Linked DNA regions of Sus scrofa: all the other regions are linked to region 1. A link is a contact called in public HiChIP or PLAC-seq data. All regions are on one chromosome and are shown on one strand. The core of a region is the stretch at or near the end of the contact, and the rest is flanking DNA. Distances in the headings are between cores, read along the strand shown. Region 1 overlaps NFIA (nuclear factor 1 A-type). Region 2 holds the start of NFIA (nuclear factor 1 A-type). Region 3 has its middle 74 kb from the start of TM2D1. Region 4 overlaps LOC106507659 (a long non-coding RNA gene). Region 5 overlaps LOC110261418 (a long non-coding RNA gene).

The links. HiChIP or PLAC-seq counts read pairs in DNA pulled down with a chosen protein or histone mark.
Region 2: a contact with region 1 is called in an H3K27ac HiChIP or PLAC-seq map of skeletal muscle, with 5 times the contacts expected there. The contact joins the promoter of NFIA here to the enhancer-like site in region 1. A contact is called at or near these places in 3 of 5 promoter capture datasets (fetal liver, fetal skeletal muscle and liver), 11 of 47 Hi-C or Micro-C datasets (embryonic fibroblasts, fetal skeletal muscle, fibroblasts and 6 more) and 2 of 2 datasets of contacts at active chromatin or transcription factors (alveolar macrophages and skeletal muscle).
Region 3: an H3K27ac HiChIP or PLAC-seq map of skeletal muscle shows a contact between it and region 1, with 11 times the contacts expected there. The contact joins two enhancer-like sites. A contact is called at or near these places in 11 of 47 Hi-C or Micro-C datasets (brain, embryonic fibroblasts, fetal heart ventricle and 6 more) and 1 of 2 datasets of contacts at active chromatin or transcription factors (skeletal muscle).
Region 4: an H3K27ac HiChIP or PLAC-seq map of skeletal muscle shows a contact between it and region 1, with 9 times the contacts expected there. The contact joins two enhancer-like sites. A contact is called at or near these places in 18 of 47 Hi-C or Micro-C datasets (alveolar macrophages, brain, embryonic fibroblasts and 9 more) and 2 of 2 datasets of contacts at active chromatin or transcription factors (alveolar macrophages and skeletal muscle).
Region 5: a contact with region 1 is called in an H3K27ac HiChIP or PLAC-seq map of alveolar macrophages. The contact joins two enhancer-like sites. A contact is called at or near these places in 5 of 47 Hi-C or Micro-C datasets (embryonic fibroblasts, heart right ventricle, skeletal muscle and 1 more) and 1 of 2 datasets of contacts at active chromatin or transcription factors (alveolar macrophages).

The regions. Positions count from the first base shown.
Region 1 is chr6:150,962,448-150,965,392 of Sscrofa11.1, reverse strand. All of the region lies in intron 4 of NFIA (nuclear factor 1 A-type), which reads left to right. Among named protein-coding and RNA genes, the nearest start is that of NFIA, 270 kb to the left of the region's middle. Within about 2 kb of position 1,687, at least 48 of the 83 cell types and tissues checked have an H3K27ac peak or open chromatin away from gene starts, as enhancers often do. A contact at or near this core is called in alveolar macrophages, brain, embryonic fibroblasts and 7 more, where this site is marked.
Region 2 is chr6:151,228,348-151,231,419 of Sscrofa11.1, reverse strand. NFIA (nuclear factor 1 A-type) reads left to right here and starts at 1,647. Exons shown (of 11, transcript XM_021097780.1): 1 at 1,647-2,067. The coding sequence starts at 1,978.
Region 3 is chr6:150,687,715-150,690,491 of Sscrofa11.1, reverse strand. No RefSeq gene overlaps it. Among named protein-coding and RNA genes, the nearest start is that of TM2D1, 74 kb to the right of the region's middle. Within about 2 kb of position 1,296, at least 38 of the 83 cell types and tissues checked have an H3K27ac peak or open chromatin away from gene starts, as enhancers often do. A contact at or near this core is called in brain, embryonic fibroblasts, fetal skeletal muscle and 3 more, where this site is marked.
Region 4 is chr6:151,250,370-151,253,416 of Sscrofa11.1, reverse strand. LOC106507659 (a long non-coding RNA gene) reads right to left here. Exons shown (of 2, transcript XR_002345466.1): 2 at 2,011-2,743. Among named protein-coding and RNA genes, the nearest start is that of NFIA, 22 kb to the right of the region's middle. Within about 2 kb of position 1,471, at least 41 of the 83 cell types and tissues checked have an H3K27ac peak or open chromatin away from gene starts, as enhancers often do. A contact at or near this core is called in brain, liver, mesenteric adipose tissue and 3 more, where this site is marked.
Region 5 is chr6:151,326,904-151,329,892 of Sscrofa11.1, reverse strand. All of the region lies in intron 1 of LOC110261418 (a long non-coding RNA gene), which reads right to left. Among named protein-coding and RNA genes, the nearest start is that of NFIA, 99 kb to the right of the region's middle. Within about 2 kb of position 1,267, at least 14 of the 83 cell types and tissues checked have an H3K27ac peak or open chromatin away from gene starts, as enhancers often do. A contact at or near this core is called in alveolar macrophages, where this site is marked.

The DNA.
Region 1 (2,945 bases), core at 438-2,937:
GCCTTAGCTTGAAAATCCTCCCTCTTTCTGGATCTTTCCAATTCAGTTTTTAAATTTGCGAATGTAAATATTGACTTTCCCCAGGTTTCCAGTTAGTTTCTGTTTTTAGTTTTCCTCCTTTTAACTTTAATAGAGGAGGGAGATGCTATTTCGGTATTTCCTCATGAGGATTTACTGAAATAACTATGTGCTAAGTTTGTTGTTTATAATCGTGTTACTAAAGGGTGGCAGTGGCAGAGAAACTCAAGAGAAAGCTGCCGGCTTAGCCTCACACGTTGAGACGTGAGGGTCAAGCGACAAGGTGGCCTGACATTAAATGATCCTGCTCGGATGCGCGGGGGCTGTGGGAAATCAGGGGCTCCTGCTGCCGGCTCCCACCACTTGTTCCCCTCTCACCCTTGCCTCCTGCCTAGCCACCTTTTAATTTTTTGCATCATCCAGAGTCGATGAAAGGCAAGAAAGGAGAGTTCTGTTTCACTTAGCAGCAAAGAGAATACTGTACAGCATAAAAGCAAACATATTCATTCTCCTCCTACCTTTTCCCGCATGTGCTAGGACCATCTGAAAATAGTTCTGGTTATTTATCACTTTGTGCCGGGGGAGGCAGGGCGAAATGCAGACCACGAGACACCGCGCCAGAGAGAAAGAGAGACGTCTCTGCTCTGGGGGAGGGGGTTTACAAGTGCTAACAATGAAGTTCAGAATCGCTAAAGTTGTTTTAGCATAATACTCTGGGGAAAGAGACAGGAACCATCTGTTGAAATGGCTCTTACATGATGCTGCATTTTCAAACAAAGCCTTCTAGAAGCATTTTCAGATGGGTCTCTTTCCTATGAAGTTGCTGCAAAGAGAGCCCACTCTACTGGCTGCTACATGACGCCGCTTAGCTAGCTCTCTGTCAGCCCCCACGCTTGTTTATTTTGTACCAGTGTTTTCCTCGGAGTGTGTGCTTTGAGGCTGTCAAATATCCTTCCTGGGAGAAACCCAGAAAATCCTTCTGAAAAAAATCCAGTACTTCTGCCCATTTCCTTCTAAAGTGCTGACTCTTTGACTTGAAGTTGGTGGAGTGACTCCGAAACCTTAAATACTTCACTGGGAAAGAGGAAAACCGCAAATACACACAGGCCATTGTGACTCTGGCCTGGCGGGTTCTAATTTTCTGGCAGTGGTTTGTACCCCCAAGTCGGCTGCAAGGGTTAAGTAAACTTCGTGGCTGGGGATGACTTCATGGCCCTGGAATTTTGAAAAGCCAGGGTTCTCAGTACGCTGTGGCCAGCCTTAGAGTCTTTGGGTGTGAAAAGCACTCTCAGTTACCCAGACTGATTTTGGGTTCCTGTTGCAGTGCTGCAGAATCTATTAAAATCCAGCAGCTGAATTGTCCTGGCTCTGCCACAAAGCTAAGCTGCTGGGTGGCTACAGGATTCCCGAGCTGTTTGTCAATGGAGAGTGGGAGTGAATGGAGCCAGGCGTATGCCTCAGCCTGGCATGAGGTGGCACCCTAGTGGCTGTTTTCTGCCTTAGAAACGTGCGCTCTGTGTTCTCACACGGGAATCCCAAGATCTCAATCGTAGTTCATTTTTAAAGTTTTCTTTTAAGGCTCTAGGTCCTTTGCGTGTCTTTGGGGACACATTTCCACACCCTAGGGTTTTCTGGCCACCAGTTTAGCAGGGGCTGTTGGCAATATTCTAACCTGCCTGGATGGAGCTTCTACAACAGTTAACTCGGCTCCAAGGTACAATAAGGAAATGAAGCCCTTTGACAGAACAAGCCCAAACTTGAAAATTACAAAATGTTCTTGCAAAGACGGACTCAAAGGAAATTGGTGTAGGATAAGAGATTCTGGATGTCCCAGTCCTTTGGGATGCCATTTAAAGATGTGCAGGATTTTAGGTCTTTGCTAAAGTAGAGCAGATTTGAAACTTTCTTTTCTAAACAAGTGGCCCATTGGTTCACCTCTGATCATGGCCTGGAAATTATTTTTTAAACTAAGGCTGTATTCTTATGCAACCTCTTCTTTCTAAAAGAAACCACTTGGGCTTGAGCATTAAAGGAAGAAACAAAAAGATTATAATAAAAAATAGACTGCAGCCCTAGCATGAACAGTGGCTGTGACCTTGCCTTTTGTTTGCCATTACACAATTCAATGGCAGTCCACTCCAACTATGCTCTCGATCAATATCCTATTAAAGCAGCACAAAAAGTCTCCATAAACTTAGTGGTTAGCTATGTTTATAAATGGAACTCGGCATAATTAGATGGTCAATAGCAGGCTCTACTAGTAATTTTAAAATGAGCATCACACATTTTCTATCTGTAGAAGTCAATGGCACCTATTCCAGAGTAAGGCTTTGGTGTGAAGCAGACAAAAGAGTAGGAATCTCTTTTAAAAATCATAATGCCGATCTCTAAAATGCAGTTTTTCCAGAAAATCTGTTAGTTTATGGAATAGAAAATACTGACGGGCCCTATATATTTTTTCATTTTGCCTAAGCCACCTTATTCTAAATATATGATGACATTGCAAGTGTTTTTATTTTCTAGTTTTAATCAACCCCTCATAGATAAAATAATAAATATTGCCATACTCGTAGGAAGAAAAATATCAGTCTGGCCAGCTTAATTTAGTGGGTTTCCTCTACTATAATTCAATAAATTTTCAAAATAAATACTGAAATTGAATTAGTTCAGAAGGATGTTTTGTTATATAATTTTCTTCTTTTAATTTTCTTTGACATATTTGGGGTGAATATTTGGACAGCAAAGCTGGCAACAAATAGAATGAACTGGCAGTGATAGAAATTTTTGTCAAATGACTCCCTTCTGAATCCCAGCTCACAGTATGTGTGGCCAAACATGGGTTTTTTTTTTTTTTTTCTTTTTTATTTGTCCTACTCTCCTCACCCACTAGAGAAAGAATCACATAAAGTAAAAGGTGTCCCTCCCTT
Region 2 (3,072 bases), core at 398-2,897, 270 kb before region 1:
ACAGACCTCCATTCTCACATTAGGTAGATATCCTATGTTACAGGTGTTATGCAACCATCTCAAGATCACACAGCCGGCCGAGCTCCAGCTGAACTAGGCCTAGAACTTTTTTGGTTACTTAAAAAATTTATTTTTCCTTTTTCCTTAAGCCACTACATTTCATCAAGTGTATTTCTAGGGCAAAAGTATCATACCATGCCAAGTGGAAATGTATGTTCAGTGGAGGAGGCCAGGATTAAAATGCCACAGAGTTTCTAGAGCCAGACAATATCCGAATCTATCGGAGGCAGACCAGAACAGCAAATGTTGCCTAACACCAAGGGCAGTCACAATATAGTACCTCCTAGTAATGCTGCATCAGTTACCTGGTTGTAAAGTGCAAGCCTAAAGCCAAAAATGTGGTTCAAAATAGAATAGGAGGATTCTCTAACTTCTGATTTAACTGCTCGAGGTTCTGTTATCAATTAATTAGGTAACTTCACCAAGGACAGTTAAGAAAATCAGGCAACCGCCAAGTTGCTTCCTATTCCTCTTGACTTCTTACTGGATAATTTTTATCAAGTGAGCTTAAGCACACATTTTCCAGTCACTCAGTTATTCAGCAAAATGTCCTAAGCTACTTAACTGATGCAAAGCAAACACATTAAAAAAAAAAAAAAGGCAATACCTGGTTGTGATGCTTTCCATTTAAAGGGATACTTCCCTTGCACCACCACTGCACCAATGCCTAGTCTGTTGCATAAAACAAACACATAAAAGGTTGACACTGAAATATCCTGATCACCTGATCTTAAAGAGTCTGGATTAATCATATAAGACGAATCAGTGAAATGAAGGATTTGATGTTTCAGCAACTGGGTTTTAACCCCCTACCTCCTTTAAATGTTGAAACAGGTCTCCTTTGGGGGGGATGGGAGGTGGAGAAGTGCATTAAATTTTGTGGAACCCAGGTTTTGTAAGGATATTGACCAATTAAACGCTTGCAATTACATTCGAATTTCACTGCATCTCCTGCTTTAAAGGAACAGCTTTATTCTTGAGGGAGCCCACCTAACCATTTTTATGTTCAGCCATCTGCAGAGAGTAGTGGCAATGCTTTTTCCTTTCTGAAGCTAGAGTAGAAGCTTTATTTCACTGCAAGTTCTCGGTGACATTTTGCACTCTCTTGATTTAATGATCCAAAGAGGATCTTTAACTCTTGGTCTACACCAGTGCAAATAAAGGTTAAATCTCTCACTAACCATCATGAACTAACCTAATAACTCACCAGAGGCTATGGAAAAAGAAACCGAGAAAGCAGGTGTGCAGACTTGATTAAAACGTGCAAAACCCGCACAACCGCAGGCAAAGGTATCATAGCCTCACATCTCCCTAGTACCGGCTGCGAGGTCCGCAAGCAGGGGAACTCCTACTGCGCCAAAAACACGGTCCTGTGAGCGGGGCCTAGTAACACAGGGGCTTTTCTTCCAAACGGTGTCCCGACCCGAGCTTGCGCTGAATGTCGGGGCTCCTATTGGCCACACGCCGTGGGGGAGGAGGAGACTGGCGGGGAGAGAGACGGGGGGAGGGAGCGGGGGCAAGGCCTTTCCCTGCCCCCTCCGGGCCCCCTCTGCAGGCAGCCCCGGCGCCCCGTGCGTGGTTACTATGCAAATTGCAGCGATTGCGGAAATAAACAAGCGGGTAGTGAGAGGAGAGAGGGACTGCGAACCGATTGCAACTTCGGCAAAGTCTCGTAGAATCCAAAGCACACAAGGCAAAACCAGAGAGAATCTGAGAACCAGCCAGCCCGGGTTGGATCGCTTTCAAAAGAGGAGAGACAGTGAGAGAGGCAGAGAGCGCGCATTGCAATTGCAGAAGCCTCCTGATTTGGAGAAAAAAAAAAAAAAAATCTCCAAGAAGCCTGCAATTGGCCAACAGCTTAAAAAAAAATCTCTTCCGGGTTTTCAACGGTTCCAAGTTTATTAAGATATCTTTTTAATGCAAAAAAAAAAAAAAAGGGGGACAACAAATGAAGCAATTCGTCTGAACATTTTAAAGTTTCTCACGTACTCTTTTTACATTGCAATGGTACGTGGTACATCTTAAACTTTCTATTTTGCGTTTATACGATATGCGTTTTATAAACAACAATAATGGTAGAATGGTTTTGTTAATGGCTAAGACTTAAAATTTTCTCTAGCTTGCATATGCACTGACGTGATTGCTGGGTAAATGTCTATTGTGATGGTTTTGTTTTAAAGATGTAGCTTTGTGGATGGCTTTTATTTATTTATTTTGCTATGTGCATTAGGGACTGGGTTTCCTTTTTTTTTTCTTCCTGAGATTTGAAAAAAATTGCTGAGCTTGACAGATTTTTTTTTCTCCTCCAAGTGCTTGCTCGGTTCCAGAAAGGGGAGGGGGGGGAATCCTGTACGTGCTCGGTTCTGTAAAAAGACGTCTGGCCTCAGCAGTCAACCTAACCCGAAAAGAAATGTCTGGACCGGAGAGTAATTGACGATTCGATCCTCTAATCAATGGGACAACCTGGGAGATTGACTAGAGCTTTATCCAATCATGAGGAAGCTTGGGTGTACACTGGCTCGCAGTAGCCAGAGGGGGCGGGGCAGACAAGATCTGAAGTTCTCTGCGGCTCTGAAGGGGATGGTGTGGTTCAAGCTGTCAAAGCTACAGGCTCTTCCGGATTTAGCAAGCATAATAGGAAAGAGTTTTCGAGTTTCAGAAAAGAAAACCTAATTGGTGTAGTTTTGTTTTGTTTGCGTAAATCGTATGCCTTCTTCCATTGCCTTTTGGGAAAAGTTTTTTATTTTTTTTAAATTCTTCTACAGAAATGTTTAACTTTGCATGAATTATTATTTGTAAGTTCAGGAATGTTGTTAAGGGTTGTGGAAGGTGAGATTCAGCTTTTAAAAGTATGTGGCTTAAAAACTATGGGACCGTAGTGAGCTTTCGGAAGTGATATATTGCATACTTAGCATTGCAAAACTTCTTACTCTGATTATCTTAAAAGCTTTGGCTTTTCAGGTACTTTGAAGGAATAGACAAGCCTCTCTTCTTGAACTCTAAACAACAGTT
Region 3 (2,777 bases), core at 47-2,546, 270 kb after region 1:
CCCAACCCACAACATCCCCATACTGTGACTGTTGCCTGGAGATGGCTCACATTTATCTGTTGAGATGAGTGGTCCTCTTTCTCACAACCCAGCTAAGGCCACTGGACCCAGTTTTCCAAGGTGCCTAGAAAGATGAGGCTGTGGCCCAAGGTAATGCTTATGTGGGCTGGAGGATACAGAGAATAGAATGGCTGCGACCTCTAGACTCTGTCTGGCTACTGGTACAGCCCCTCCTAAACAACAAACAGACTTAGTGAGTGACCACGCCACCAAAAAAGTGTGTGTGGGGGGGGGGGAAAAAAGCGTGTTTGTGTGTGTGTGTGTGAGCGAGAGAGAGATCTTTAAATTTTAATAGCTATTCAGACAGTCCTTAGAGAGAGAATTGGCAGCTTTGGCCTAGAGGCTGCCCCCCACCTGTCTCCAGGCACTGCAAACACAGCTGTGTAAGAAGGAGACAGTCAAAGCTTCCAAGGAGGAAAAAAAACACAACACCACGGTGCAGTGTGGGGTGGGGGGGTAGGGGGTGCAAACAATGGGAGGGCCTTTCTCACAAACCCACTTGGGACAGAGCCGGTCTAGCAACTGCAGAAATTAGCAAGGAGGACGCGGGCAGGTTTACAAACAAAAACAAAAACCACCCCTCCAGCCTAAAGTAAAATCCTTCAAGACCCAACTCAAGGGCCACTTTAAACCCATTTTTAAAGGAGGAGACGGAGCGCACAGCTCAAGCTGAGGGGGGAACAAGGTAGCCTGCTTTTCTGGCAGGGTTCGCCTTCAGGTGTTGTCCTCGCATCGAGGTGAAATGCAAAGACGATTGATGCTCTGTCAGAGAACTCAGAGCGCCTTACGCGAAACGCAGGACGCCCTGGGAAGGTGCCTAGAAACTTCTTTATCTGGCTTTTTTTCCAGACTGAAAAGCGCAGGCATTTTTCAAGTTCAACTCTTTAGAAAAGTCAGGAGAAGCAAGATTTCAACAGATGTTAGCGGTTCTGCAGTGGTCAGGGGGGGCTGCCCCTCCGTGAAAAAAAAAGGGGGGAAATGAGAAGAGGGAGGGAAACAGGTCGTCGTAGAAGAAAACCCAAGCAAGGCGGTATTTTCGGTATCATTTTAATCACAAAATAGCACGAATGCGGTCTGTGCCTGCGTGCTACCCAAACGTCGATCTGAATACCACTGAACGCTGGTTTGAAAATTTCCATTTTTGTAATTTGCTTTCCTTTGTTAAGCCAAGACTTGAGAGGAACCTGGCAGCCGTCTCCTAGTCTGGCACGATTTCCCCTCCGACGCACTGGGTTGGTGGGGACGTGGAGGGAGGCCTCCCGAGAGAGGAGAGGGAAGGCGGGTTGAGAAGCGTCGGCGGGGCCGCAGCCTCTCAGCCAGGGGGTTTGGCTCCACCTACAGGAAGCAGAAGGTACTTCAAGCCGATCCCTCTTCTGCCGCGGAAACCGGGTGGGATGGGGGTGGGGTTGGGGGACAACTGCTGGTGAATTTCCCGGCCAATCAGAATGCGGCGTGTAAGGAGCTGGCGGTCAGGACTCGGCAGGTAGAGATCTGCATCACCAGATCCAGAGCAGCATATCGGATGCAGCGCCGGGATTCGTATTTGGAGGAGAAAAGACTTCAGGCCTCCTCTTATAACCTACGAATTGATTTCACTAGTTAAATATAAGCCCTATTTGGGCTATTTCTGATCCCAGTTCAGGGCCAGCACAGAGTCACTGTGCCCAACTGCTGGATGAATGAACAAACAAATGAATCCAACACACAGGATAATACACTCAATTAAGCAAGAGACCTAATGTGATAAAAACAAATGCGCCCCCCACCCCCCACCCAGGAATAAATGTGAGTAATCAGACATTTTGTTAAGGGCTAGTAATTGCTACAAAAATCCTGCACCATCTTAGACTAGTCCAGTGGTCCATTTGCAATGTGGGTAGCACTAATTAAGAACCACTCATCTGGAGTTCCCCTTGTGGCTCATCAGGTTAAGAAGTCCATTAGTATCCATGAGGAGGCGGGTTTGATCCCTGGCCTCACTCAGTAGGTTAAGGATCCCACCTTGCCATAAAGCTGTGGTGTATAGGCTGGGAGCTTCCATATGCCAGAAGTGCAGCCCTACAAAAACCCAAAAAAAACCAAACAAAAACACTCATTACATCTGATGCCCTTAATTTGCGGATGAGTAAGCTGAGGCTTGGCGAGGTTCCCCTCCTCAATCCTCCTCCCCCCGCAACTCCCCTCCCGCCCCAACAAGTTTGTTGGTGGTAGTACTGCTTTGGGGCTAAATTTTCGTGACCTTCTCTCTGACGTTTGTTTACAAAAGCCAGAGAATTGTTCTGCGGGACTGCGGCTTGACCAGCACAGATACGCTTAGCTGATTGGCTCTCTCTGGCGGAAGCTGACTACCCCACCTACCTGTGGTCCCGTCCCTGAGTTTCAGTCCCAGCCCCTGCTAGGGGCTAAGGCAGCTGCTCCTGCTGCTTTACTCCAAAAATCAAATGCCGCCTGGGGTTGGTGCCAACCGGTTGCTAAACTTATGGATTCATTTTATTTAAGCCTAAAAGGCAGTCTTTGAACTTGTGGGTTTGTAGGCTACAAACAAGCAGGTGCTATGTTTTAGCAACACAGGTCTTATATCTAGCACATCTACTTATCAGAAGTGTTAATAAGAAGTTATTGAATGTCCCAGTGATTGTTACAGATGAGGATATTTACCAACTGAAAAAGAATTTTTGCTGTAGGCAGTTAGCACTCAGTTTCCAACTTAAAAATGT
Region 4 (3,047 bases), core at 222-2,721, 290 kb before region 1:
GACCTTTCCCAAACTTGTATGTGTGCCCCAAAGCTAGTTGGGAATATGCTCAGTTTTGGTGCAGTAGAAGGTTCGTGGATGTATAGTCGGAAGATCAGGGCTCCTCATGACCTGGCTCCACCACTTCTCTGTAGGACATTAAATGATGCCCTGGGTCTCCCTGAACCGAGCTCTCCTCTTCTGTGAAGGGAGATCTTGAAGTCCTGCTTCACAGACATGATATGAGAATCACATGAGACCTGAGAATCACATGTGAAATTCCTAATATATATAACCAAGCACATAGTAGGTGCTTAATAAATTGATGTCAAAGGTAGATTCTGAAATACAGATCTAGAGCTGCTAAGTTGGAAATTTTCTTTAAAGAAAAAAAAAAAAAGGTACCAGCTATGGCTTGTATCCCCACGTCTTTGTTTTCACATCTTCAATATGGGAAAAACATATGCCATATAAGTGATAAAATTAAATGAGGTAATAGTAAATAGCAATACTAAGTGATGCATAAATATAATATGTTATTATATGTCTATAAGAAGGGGGTTAGCTAGAGAGCAGTTGTCAAAACTTCCACTAACTGGTCCTTCTATCCTAATCAGACACTCACACCTCTTTGACTCTCTCTATCCTCTTCAAAGGCCCTAATCTTCAACAAACAGAAAGAAGCTAGACAAAGTCTTATAAGTTAGATTTCCTAGGTTAAAAGACAGTTTTTCCATATTAGAAATCGATGAAATCTCCCTCTAGAAGGCACCTGCAGTTTCTCATCTACATTATCTCGTTTAATTCTAGAAAAGACCCTGTCAGGCAGGCACCACTATACCTCTTTTAAGGGATGAAGAAACCAAGGATTGGAAAGATCAAGCAACTTGTCCACGGCCACACAGCCACTCTTCTCAGCGAAACAAGCTGCATTTTCTAAGACCAGCCTAGAAGAGGGACTTTGGTCCATGAATCCTCCAACTCCTGTATTTACTACCTCAATTCCTCATTCCCTAAAAGCTCATTCTCAGTGCCCTCAGAACTCTTGCTGCTGCCAGTAGATCCATAACTCTGGAGCTCAGAACTCAGACTCAGGAGCGGGAGATGGCCCTGGAGAAAACAGGGTCCTGCTCCCCTGGGTGGCTTTCCTTGACGGGCTGTCTCCCTTTCTCCCTCCTGCTATCCGAAACTTGCCTGTAGGTGGCGCCCTGATTCGCGGGGAACTTGGAGGGCGAGGACGCGGGTCACCAGCTGCCTCCCCTCAAGGCCAGTTTAAATAGTCCCTTGGCTGCAGCTCAGCACAGGAACCCTGGTAATGTGGTTGTGCCCTTCCCCCGCCCGGTCTCTCTTCCTCTCCCCACTGCCCCTCCCCTCCCCTCTCCCCCACCCCCACCCCCACCCCCCCGTGGCTGGCGCGGTGCAGGAGCTGTCTGCCTGTGCTTCCTCAGAGGTTGGGCTCGGGAGCGGATCTCCAAGCGCTCTAGGCCGAGCTTGGCGCTTCTGGGCGGTGCTTGGACCCCTGAGCCTCGGCCTGCCGACGGCCTCCCCCCACACCCCGCCCCACTCCTTCCCTGCACCCCCTGGTGCTGCAGCTGTAGCGCGGGTGGAGGGATGGAGGGGAGTGTGACCCTTGAATGCTGCGCGGGGCGGAGCAGCTTTAAAAACTTCTGAAAGGCCACGTTCAAAGCCTCCAAGGACCGAACTTGGGCCGGAAGGCGGTTTTCTTGGAGGGGCTTGCAAGGGGGCGGAGGGGGTGCACCTGCAGGGCCGGGAGCGCGCAGCCTGGGAAGAGGGTCCGGGTACCCGCGAGCCCTGAAGCCCCGGCCCCGCACTCGCCACCTAGCCTCGGCCTCCTCCGCCCCAAACCCTAGCCCCCTCGGGGGAGCGCGCAGCCCCTCCCCGGCCTTCGGCTTTCATCCTCCCCGCCGGGCGGCAGCGAGGCGGGATGGGAGCCTCCTAGGGCTGCGCATTCACCGCGGGGTCTTCCTTCCCTCCGGCCCCTCCCCAGGAACCCGAGTTTTCGCAGCAAAGTTGAATTACCGGATTTTAATTCCAATCCGCCCGAGTGGGAGATGGCTGAGGAAGGAGAATGTTTCGCGACAGAGGAAATATTCCCAATTTACCTCTTACCCCCATAAAAAGCCCTGGGGAGGGTGAGAAGGAAGGGAAAGCGGGAGGGGCCCGCGCTGGAGGAGAGGGGGCGAGAGTGGCACAGTGGCGGATAGGACGGTGGCACGGGCGGCGTCTGGAGTCGCCGCCGTCGTCGCTGTGCTCTCGGGTTGTGCCATCTGGGGTTAGATGGGGAGGGGCCGCCGCGAGCCAGGCCCGCTCTTCTCGTCCTGGGAGCGGATGCCGTCTCTCGCGGGGCCGAAAGCGAAGGGCCAAAGGGGTTTTCATTAGTACCGAATTATGAGGATCATCAGGCTCCAAAGTCCTTCCTATGGAGGCTCTTGAATGAATTAGGTAAATGATTTGCTCCACTGGTAGTTTCGGAAGAAGACACTTTTCTCAGAACTTCTGAAATGGAGCGCTTTACCCTGGGACCAAATGCCGGCAGGGCTCCTTTCAGGACGGTTTCCACTCCTTCGGTCTCGCTGGGTGCGAATCACTGAGTCGGTTAGTGGGGACACGTGGGAGAGGTAGATGTGAACTCGAACAAAGCGGTGTGACTTAGTTAAGGAAGAAAATGAGCTACTGAAAATAGAGGAGTTTAAAAATAAACTACATAAAGTTGATTATTTTGCTTGAAGTCCGTTTCCTTGATCTGAGAAAGTAAAATAAGTGAGAGTTGGGTTTTACTTTTTTTTCCAATTAGTTGTTTATTACATTTTCTCAAAGGCCTTGAAAGAATCATTATAGTAAGTTTTTAAGGACAAATGGTTGCTGGCATTACAGACAGAAAAGATGTGGCTCCAGGAGAGTTTAGTTGCAACATTAACTCTCAAATTTAGCATCAACTTTATGGATCTTTTTAAAAATAGGGACATGTTTTTATTAACTCATAACTACAGGAGGTAGGGAACACCAAGAAGGAAAGAGACCAAAGGAGAAAGAGAGCAATGGAAACT
Region 5 (2,989 bases), core at 18-2,517, 360 kb before region 1:
CTGGCCAGCATACAGGAGAGAACCCAAATATGGTGCAACATGCTTTAGAGTAGACTTCTGTTCAAAACATTGCAAGGGGCAAATGACTTCCTCGGGGAATTGAGGGCTTCCCAGCAAAGGTGGATTTGAGCGTTGAGGGGGGAGAAAGGCTTTACTCTGCAGAGACAAGATAGCTTTCATTCTAAGCAGTTGCACAGCATGAACAAAGACACAACGACCAAAATGAGGTCATTTGTTGTGAGATATATATATATACATATACGTATATCTATTATACGTGATCAGTTATATATATATTACATATATATCAAATATGTAATGGAATACTACTCAGCCATGAAAAGAGTGAGATAATGCCATCTGTAGTAGCATGGATGGACCTAGAGATTATCATACTAAGTGAAATAAGACAAAGAAAGACAAATACCATGTGATATCACTTATACGTAAAATCTAAAATATGATACATGTGAACTTATTTACAAAACAGAAACCAACTCACAGACAGAAAACAAACTCACAGACAGAAATCAAATTTATGGTTCCCAAAAAGGAAGAGGGGATGGAGGGTGTGTATATCCAGATTCATATATATATGAATCTCTCTCACACATACACACACATAACTGAATCACTTTGCTGTACACCAGAAACTAGCACAACATTATAAGTCAACAATAGTTCAGTTAAAAAAAAAAAAAAACCATCTATAATCAGGTATTGACTGTCCCCTTCCCTTTCCAGAAGCACAAGATTGTTCATTATCCTGCCAAACATAGCCGAGCAGAGACAAGCAGAGAGCAGGGCTGGCTCAGAGGACTCGAGACTCCTCGAGGTCGCTGGGGAGAGAGGAAACGTAGGGGGAGGTCTCCGCACCGCTTGGTGGGTAACCAGGGCCTGGTGAGCGTCAGGAGTTCTGTGGGCACTGGCCTGAGTGCAAGCTAAGAAAAGAGCTCGCTGATTGCCGAGGTGATTAAGAGGTCACCTTATTGATTCTCACCTAGCTGGGAACGGACCTCAATAACCAACATCAAGTGCTTTAATAAGAGCAAAGGAAAGATTTACTGGATGCGAGTGCTTTTCATTAGAGAGGACCGAGGGGAAATAAAACATGCTGACCCACCAGCGAGGGGCCATGGCATGGCTCCCAGCCTGGTGACTGCCAACCAGACAGGAAAGCAAGAGGAAGTCAAATGAGACAGCCCCTGGGCTCGTGCTTATCAGAAGTGTTAGAAAAGAATTTCCCCAGATTGCCAGATTGCCTGCTTCCTCTCTTCTCTTCCTCTCTGCACTGCGAACCCTGCCACCCGGGCAGCTGGGACAAGGCGGCTGCCACTTACAGAGTCCCAAACTAGGCACCGGCTCAGCCCCTTGTGTGCACTATTTGTAGTCCTCGCCTCAACTCAACAAGGGATGTGTAATTTTCTCCATATTATAAGGGAGGCAACTAAAACTAATGAAGTGACTCAAATGATGGGGCTAGGGTTAGAACCCGGTCTCTCTGGCACCAAAGCCCACGCTTAAATTTTTCTCTTGGAAATAGGGTTTGTCAGGAATCTACTTTCCTCTCAAGGTTTTGAGCTGAATCCACTCTACTCCATATAAACTGACCAAATTTTAATTTTTATTGAGCAATTCTGTATGTCAGATACCAATAAAATATTACACCCTTTGGTCTTTACAACCAGCTTGGGGGTTGCCCTACTGTTATTATCCCCATTATAGAGAAGGGTTAACTGAGGCTGGGCGAGTTCCCAGTTAGCATGTAGCAAAGTGAGACCTTGAGCACAACATTCTCAGATTCCAGATCCCAAGCTCTGACATCCCAGATGTTCCCTGAAGAAAGAATAAATGAAAGTTATAGATGAACAACCTAAGTTGACCTAGAAAAAACTCAAGGAATGTATCCATCTGTTCAAATACTCAACAAATATTTACTGAGCTCTTACTTATCTCAAGCATTTTTCTAAGCCAAGAGATACAGAAATAATCATGGGAATAACATTCTTGAGTGGGGGGCAGCTTACTATAAATGGGGAACAAATAAGATAAACAAGAAAAGTCCTGAGAGAGGTGAGGACAAGAGAGAAAATAAAATAGGGCATGGTGGATGGGTCTTACCACCATTGGGTGGTCAGATAGGTGTCATCCGAGAAAGTGGTTTATAAGTTTAGGCTTCAGTGCCAAGAAAGTTCTAACCATGCAAAAGTCTAGTTGAAAAGGATTCCAAGCAGGTGAAATAATGCAGAGACCATAAAACAGAAGGGAACTTGGCACGTCCATGGAAGAGGGGGAGGGGGGTTGGACAAGAGATTGTCTGATGGGAGGAGTAGCTGGGCCTCCTCAGGGCTGCCAGGCCATCATAGGAACTGGATTTTATTCTAAGAAGGAGCAGGAGATATGGAAGGGTGTTAAGTGTTTAAAATTATTTGCGTCTTCTAAAAAATAAAAATAAAGTTTAAATTAACAAATTTTTTAAAAAAGAGTAGACTACAGATATTCCTTTGGATGAACATGAGAAACAACCTGGAGTAGGTTATAGTGGCAGGAAGTTACTATTCGAATTATTTTTTAGCAACTCTTTGAAGGTTTTGTGCACTAGAAGCCATTTCATTAAAAAAAAAAATCTTAGAGTCTTGACTCGTGAAAAAAAGGATTTGCATCTTCAAAATATAATTTTGGCTGCTGTTTGGAGGAGACAAGAGAGGATTTAAGGAGACAAGTGGGGAGGCCACGGCTGGAGTCCTACCAGAGTTAAACATGGTCCAGATTCAGTATAAACAGAAGACATAAAGAAGTGGACACATCCTGAATATATTTGGAGAGAAGAGCTGGCCTGGCAGTCACCCGCACGTTCCCACACTGACAAGAGCTGCTACTTTCTTGACACCCAGAAGGGTGCCCCTGCCTCCAACTCTTGCTGTGTTTTGACTGGCTTTTGCCAAGCTGGACTCTGAAAACCAAACAACAGAAAGGGATGCCATCATCG